Linked DNA regions of Zea mays: region 2 is linked to region 1. A link is a contact called in public Hi-C data. All regions are on one chromosome and are shown on one strand. The core of a region is the stretch at or near the end of the contact, and the rest is flanking DNA. Distances in the headings are between cores, read along the strand shown.

The links. A called contact is a pair of places that touch in the nucleus more often than the background predicts.
Region 2: a Hi-C map of ear shows a contact between it and region 1, with 2.3 times the contacts expected there. The contact joins the promoter of LOC100383909 here to the promoter of LOC100285485 in region 1. A contact is called at or near these places in 2 of 25 Hi-C or Micro-C datasets (ear and leaf).

Annotation. Positions count from the first base shown.
Region 1 is chr5:145,928,855-145,931,725 of Zm-B73-REFERENCE-NAM-5.0, reverse strand. LOC100285485 reads left to right here and starts at 1,457. Exons shown (of 5, transcript NM_001413579.1): 1 at 1,457-1,761. The coding sequence starts at 1,578.
Region 2 is chr5:146,503,662-146,506,532 of Zm-B73-REFERENCE-NAM-5.0, reverse strand. LOC100383909 reads right to left here and starts at 1,425. Exons shown (of 2, transcript NM_001176533.1): 1 at 1,259-1,425; 2 at 65-1,192. The coding sequence starts at 877. The coding sequence ends at 527.

The DNA of each region.
Region 1 (2,871 bases), core at 208-2,707:
AATTTAGGAACAATAGTTAAATGATGTAAGTGGTATGTTTTAATTTCGTGAGAACTTTTATATTAGTGCATTCACCTCTTGTTTTAGGCATACTGATCCTTTTAAATGGGCCATTACCCGATTATCAGGGGATGCTGTAAATTCTTTTAGGCCTCGTTTGTATCCTTTATAATGGAATTCAATTCTAATAATCACAATTTAGACATAGACCAATTAAGCTATTATATTTGTATACTCAATATATTTATATGCTAGTGTTGGCTATATGGAGGGATATTTATACGCTATATTTTTACTATTAGGGAGTGAGCCGGAGAGTTCGTGATAAGTTACAGAGTAGAAATATGGGCTTGTAATACATAAAATCAATTTTCACCCCTAATCCTAAGAATTTGGGATTATATCTAAACTTTGGAAAGTGGTGGAATATCAAATTTCAACCAAATAATCCACTTTGTTAAGTGATTTCTAATTCCTTCAAATTTAATGGATCCAAACGGCCCTTTAATAGAAAATATGGTACAACACGTTTGAGAAAAAAAATTAACTAAGGAACATATGAAAGTATTAGTTCATTTCTTACCATTATTCATTTTGAATAAGATAAATAAGTAATAAGAACAATAAATCCATTGCTATTTTATGCTATGTTTTCTCGATATGACAAATTTATAGTAACATCATACCTCAATAACAAGACTAATGTATCATTGACGACATTTAGGTAACATGTGCAAATGAAAAAAAATACTATATTAGAAACACAATCCATATATATCTTCCTCATTTTGACTTCTTTGAGCGTGAAACTTTTACTATAGTGTTCCACTAACTTAATGTGTTTTTAAATAAATTATTTGAAAAGAACTTCCTATAAAAATATAACAACACGTCCATATGAACTTTTCTGAGTTTGAAACTTTTAGCATTAGGGTATGTTTGGATCCATGGTACCAAAGTTTAGCACTACATTTTTAGCACTTATAGATTCAAATATGAGTGCTAAAGTGAAGTGCTAAAATTTAGCACTCAATATCAATTTAGCTTCCTTAAAGTGTGCTAAACATTAATACTTCGCTAAAGTTTAGTATATGGGATTCAAATAGGCCATAACAATATATTAGTGATGTGGTCATACTTTGAATTTATCTTAAGTTTTGGATGAATATAAAAGCATGACTAAAATAGCTATGTTCATACTAGTCGTTTCACATGTACTGGTATTTTTATTGTTTAGATCTGTGTATCATAAGTCTACAAAATTTAGGTTTGCTATTTTTAGGTTTTGATTTGATTTTATATGAATTTCACAAGATTCCACTTTGAACTTGAAAAAGTAAATTCTAACTAAAAGAAAAGGGCTCGAATGGGCTCGGCCCAGCCCACTGGCACCAATTCGGCTCAGGCGTTACAGCACAGCCTGCGGGGTTTGGCCGTTTGACACAGGCTCACAATCACAGCTCTCGTCACGACAGATAAGGCCATGTGCATCCTTCGCCACTCACCAGCGCTCTCCAGTCCACTTCACTTCATCCCTGATCGGCGATCGCGTCGAGCGAGCAGCGCTATAACGCACGATGAACTTGGCGTCCGTCGTTCCCTGCGCGCAGGCATTCCTCGCGTTAATGACTCCCGCCGCTGGCTCCCACCGTCGGGTCCACACGCATGCGGCGGCCTCCAAGAGCGGATTGGCCTGCCGCGTCGCGCGCAGCGGGGGCACCCGGTGGCTGCCGGTCTCCTGTGCAGCCGGGGGCGGTGCAGGTTAGGGTCCGTGTGACTTGTCTATTTATGTTTGCTGCAAGTTTTGGTTCCCAATTTTCCTTCCAGTTCGAACTTGAGGTAGAAAAATTAGATTCGAGTAGTTGGTGATGCAGCATGGGAGGAATTTGCTTGGTGAGGGGCTTGGAGTACTCTTGGGGGAGATAGGCGTTCGCTTCATGCTTATCCAACAGAGTGAGTCATCAAATCAGATCTAAGTTCTTGAATAAACTGGTGCAATTTCCAGTGGTCTCAATTCTTTCATCTACGATGAGCACTAATAGTTGAGAAAGAACATGCCAATTCATATCCCGGTTCATACCTGCTCCCGATATCTATTATCGAGGATACTTGCTCTTTTACACGACGGGTAACAGCAGTTCTCATCCTCTCTTATGGATTCTACTTGCTTCTGTTCCATGTTTAGCATCGCTGGCCCGAGTGTTATTCCTGTTGTCCAAAATCTTTGAGCCTTACTGCTACAGGGTGTGCTGAACTTTGATTCTATCCATCATAATCAAAAAGGGGAAAAGGTGATGTCTGCACTTTCTAGTTTCTGGAAAAGAACTCTTTATGCTGTCCTTTATTATGAAATAAGTGTAGGTTGAAACTCATATATTTAGTTTTTTGCCACTAAGATTAACTGTGTGGGAAGTTATTATTTGGAATATTTAAATTCATGGGAAATTAAAATAAACAAATAAAACTTATTTACTCACTAGGAAAATCATTTTTAGGGTGTTACATCAGTAGATCCATACAGAACAATCCGGTAAGGAGAAGCAGCAATACTGGGTGCAGTTGCATTAGGGTTTGTTGAACAAAGGTTTCCAGTAGTAGTTTGCAATCCCCAGGCAGAAAATATGGTGGAATAGCAACTGATCTGCAACTAGCTTATCAGCCACTATTGGGAATCCCACCGGCGAACCTGCAGGTTGTCACTGGGGAGAGAGCACCTGCAGCGCTCTATGTGTAGCCAAAGAATGTAAGGATGCAGCTTGGTCCACAGTAGTAAAACCAAACTTTGTTGGCACTAAAAAACAAGTGGATTGAGCAGCTTGAAAAGGAGAATTATTCAGCTTCCTCTATTGTGCTGAACTGACTTCTGAAGCA
Region 2 (2,871 bases), core at 176-2,675, 570 kb before region 1:
ACAGGGTGATAGATGACAAAGTGCAAAAACTCATCTCTTATGCCTTAGCACTTTCATTCCATTTCCCTTCATATTAAATAAGTTTACAAACATACCTTCGGCTTCTTTGTGCAAGATAGCTTGAAGATACTTCGAAGGCTAAGTGGAACGAAGCTAAGGACCTTCAAAAAGGTGAATTTTTACACGGAATTGTTCATCTATTTATAGGGAAGACGAACAATCACTCATGAAATTACATGCATGCCCACGAAGCTTACAAATATGATTAACAAATAGTACAGGGGTAATATTGCCTTTTCCCTTTCTTTCTTGTCTCATAAGACTTTTGCTTCTCCCCCTTTGCTACCTCACGCTTGATCCTTTCTTTACGTCGAAGCCAGCAACCTTCGACCGACGTCCTTGCCGCGCATATATACAGACAAATCTCTTCTATTCATTGCTTCGGTCAAAGCCCAACTTTGTCCGCTCTTTACCGCATACCCGAAACACATTTGCATATAGCAAGGTAAAGGCATTTTGAGGATCTTCAGTAAGCTAGGCTCCCAACAGGAAGCATCTGACTTGTGATCGTCGAGCAAGCAATCGATGCCACCTCCTCAATGGCGGCATGGGCACATCGATAACCCATGAGATCTAGGAAGCCAATGTGTAAGCCTTCTTGACGATCCCCCACTCCTCTACTTCGACCTCTCTTGCTCTGGTCACCTCGAGAGGAGGACAGAGATCGTCGGAGCACTACTCCAAAGTGGTCCCAACTGTAGGGGCCAGTAGCATCGCGAGAGCCACCCTCTTCGCACTCGGAGGTGGAGGAGTCGGGGTGGCAGAGGTGGCAAAACCGCCGACGCAAGGGCGCCACCGGGCTCGCTTGAAGGGACATCAAGGCACAATGACACTCTCGCCACCTCGACCTCTCCCAAGTGGCTCGCCTTCACCGCACTCAGGGACAAGGAACCTAAGGGAGGTGGAGGCAGCAAGGCACCGAGCGCGCCCACCACAGAAGCATCGCCTGGCCTGTAGGCCCTCCGATCATGATGGTGGCACGACCGTTGACACAACTTCCCCCGAGTGGCTCAGCGCGACCGTGCCACTCGGATATGCCATCGGCACCAACGGCGCGGGCGCCGATGAAGGAAAAGTGCCTTCCCTCGCAGCACGAGCCGCGTCCTTCATCGTTTTGTGTGATACATACAAACTAAAGGAATGGCGGGTAAGGACCCAGAAACAATGGCAGAGAGGAATGGAAAAAAACACTACTCACCAGGAAGAGCGCGCCCGGACAAAGGGCATCCTCTATGCAAAAGGGTCCACCGCCGGTGAAGGCTCCGACGATGCCCCTTCAGGACACCTGACCGACACCGCAGATGCGACAGACGTTGTGGGTGTGGGAGATGCTGCTGTCATGGCAGGACAATTCGCCCATCGACGCCAATGCCACGGATCTGCCACAGGACGTGGAGGTCATGTCCTACATATCGGTGGAGGGGATAATACTCCTCCTCAGGTCGGCCTAGTGGGTGGCACGGTCCACCCATGCATGCATGCCATCGAGTCGGTCCAGCCCATTCTAAGTCTATTTGTGTCATGTCTGAGCTCCTGGATGGACACATGGGCCGACATGGCACGGATCGGGGCCAAAACAGGTCGTGCCTATCTCGGCACTGTTCATATTGGGACTAAGCGGGCTTAAGCTGTACCCATGTCGGGTTGCCCATTTGGACATCTATAATGAGGAAGAGAGAAAAGATGACACCAACTAGTGTACTGCTAGAATTATGTTCAAAAGAGCCCCAACTAGAATATATCTTTTGCCCTTTTCCTCTTCTCTTTCTCCTTTTGTTCTTTCTTTGGAAAAAGGGACTTCCTTGAATGCCAAGTTTGGTATAGTAATTATATAAAGTCTTGATAAGGGAAGAGATGAGCTTCCTTTATAGCCGCATAGGGTGGTTTTTGTGGCTACATAAGGTGGACTGATGGAGTGATGGTAGAGCAATGTTGTTAATCCCATCAGTGGGCACATGTTGTGCATTACCTTCTAACTATATAATGGTCATGGGAGTTCAGTTTATATAATATTCCATCCATCCCAAAAGAAACATAAATCTTGACTGGTTTTATAGAAGACAATAGCTACCTTCGTATCTTCAATTAGGTTTATTATAAAAATATATGCTTTGATTAGTCTAATGACAATTATTATACATCAATATATTTTTACATATATTTAGTTAAAATGTAGAATATTTGACTTTCTCGGAAGACATGGTTTACATTCTTTTAGGAAATAAGGTAGTCAGCTAATGTCCGTTGTATTCAGACCTTTGCGATTTGATGAATCATAAAAACCATATCCTCCTGTGGGCAATCAGAGGAGGTGAATGATTGCCGAAGCTTAAAAATAATTATAACACCTCCAAATCACAAGACCAATTTAATACACGTTTATAAATCTGGACAGATTGTTGTTACGTTAATAAAAACGTTGCTGAGCAAAATCCGTAACTCCGATCGATATCAAAATTTCACAGACTGAACTAGATACGATTATGAATCAAACCCAACTGGAATCAGGTCGATCAGACTTCCGGATCTAAAGTTATAAATGAAATAATCTTGCTGTTCCAGAGAGTGACGAGAATTGCTCAACCGCATGGGCCACGACTCAGCTCCCCTTGAGCCGACCTGGCAGACGGGCCAAGCTGGGCTTCCACCGCATGGGCTGCCGCGCCCTGGCCTCGCTTGAACGTCGCCTCACCTCAGCGTCCTCACAGACCGCTCCACAGCTGCCATTCTCCATAAAAAGCTGGCTCGCTTCCAGCCTTTGTGCCGAACATGGCTCGCCACCACGGCCACATACGCTGAGAAAACGCCCTC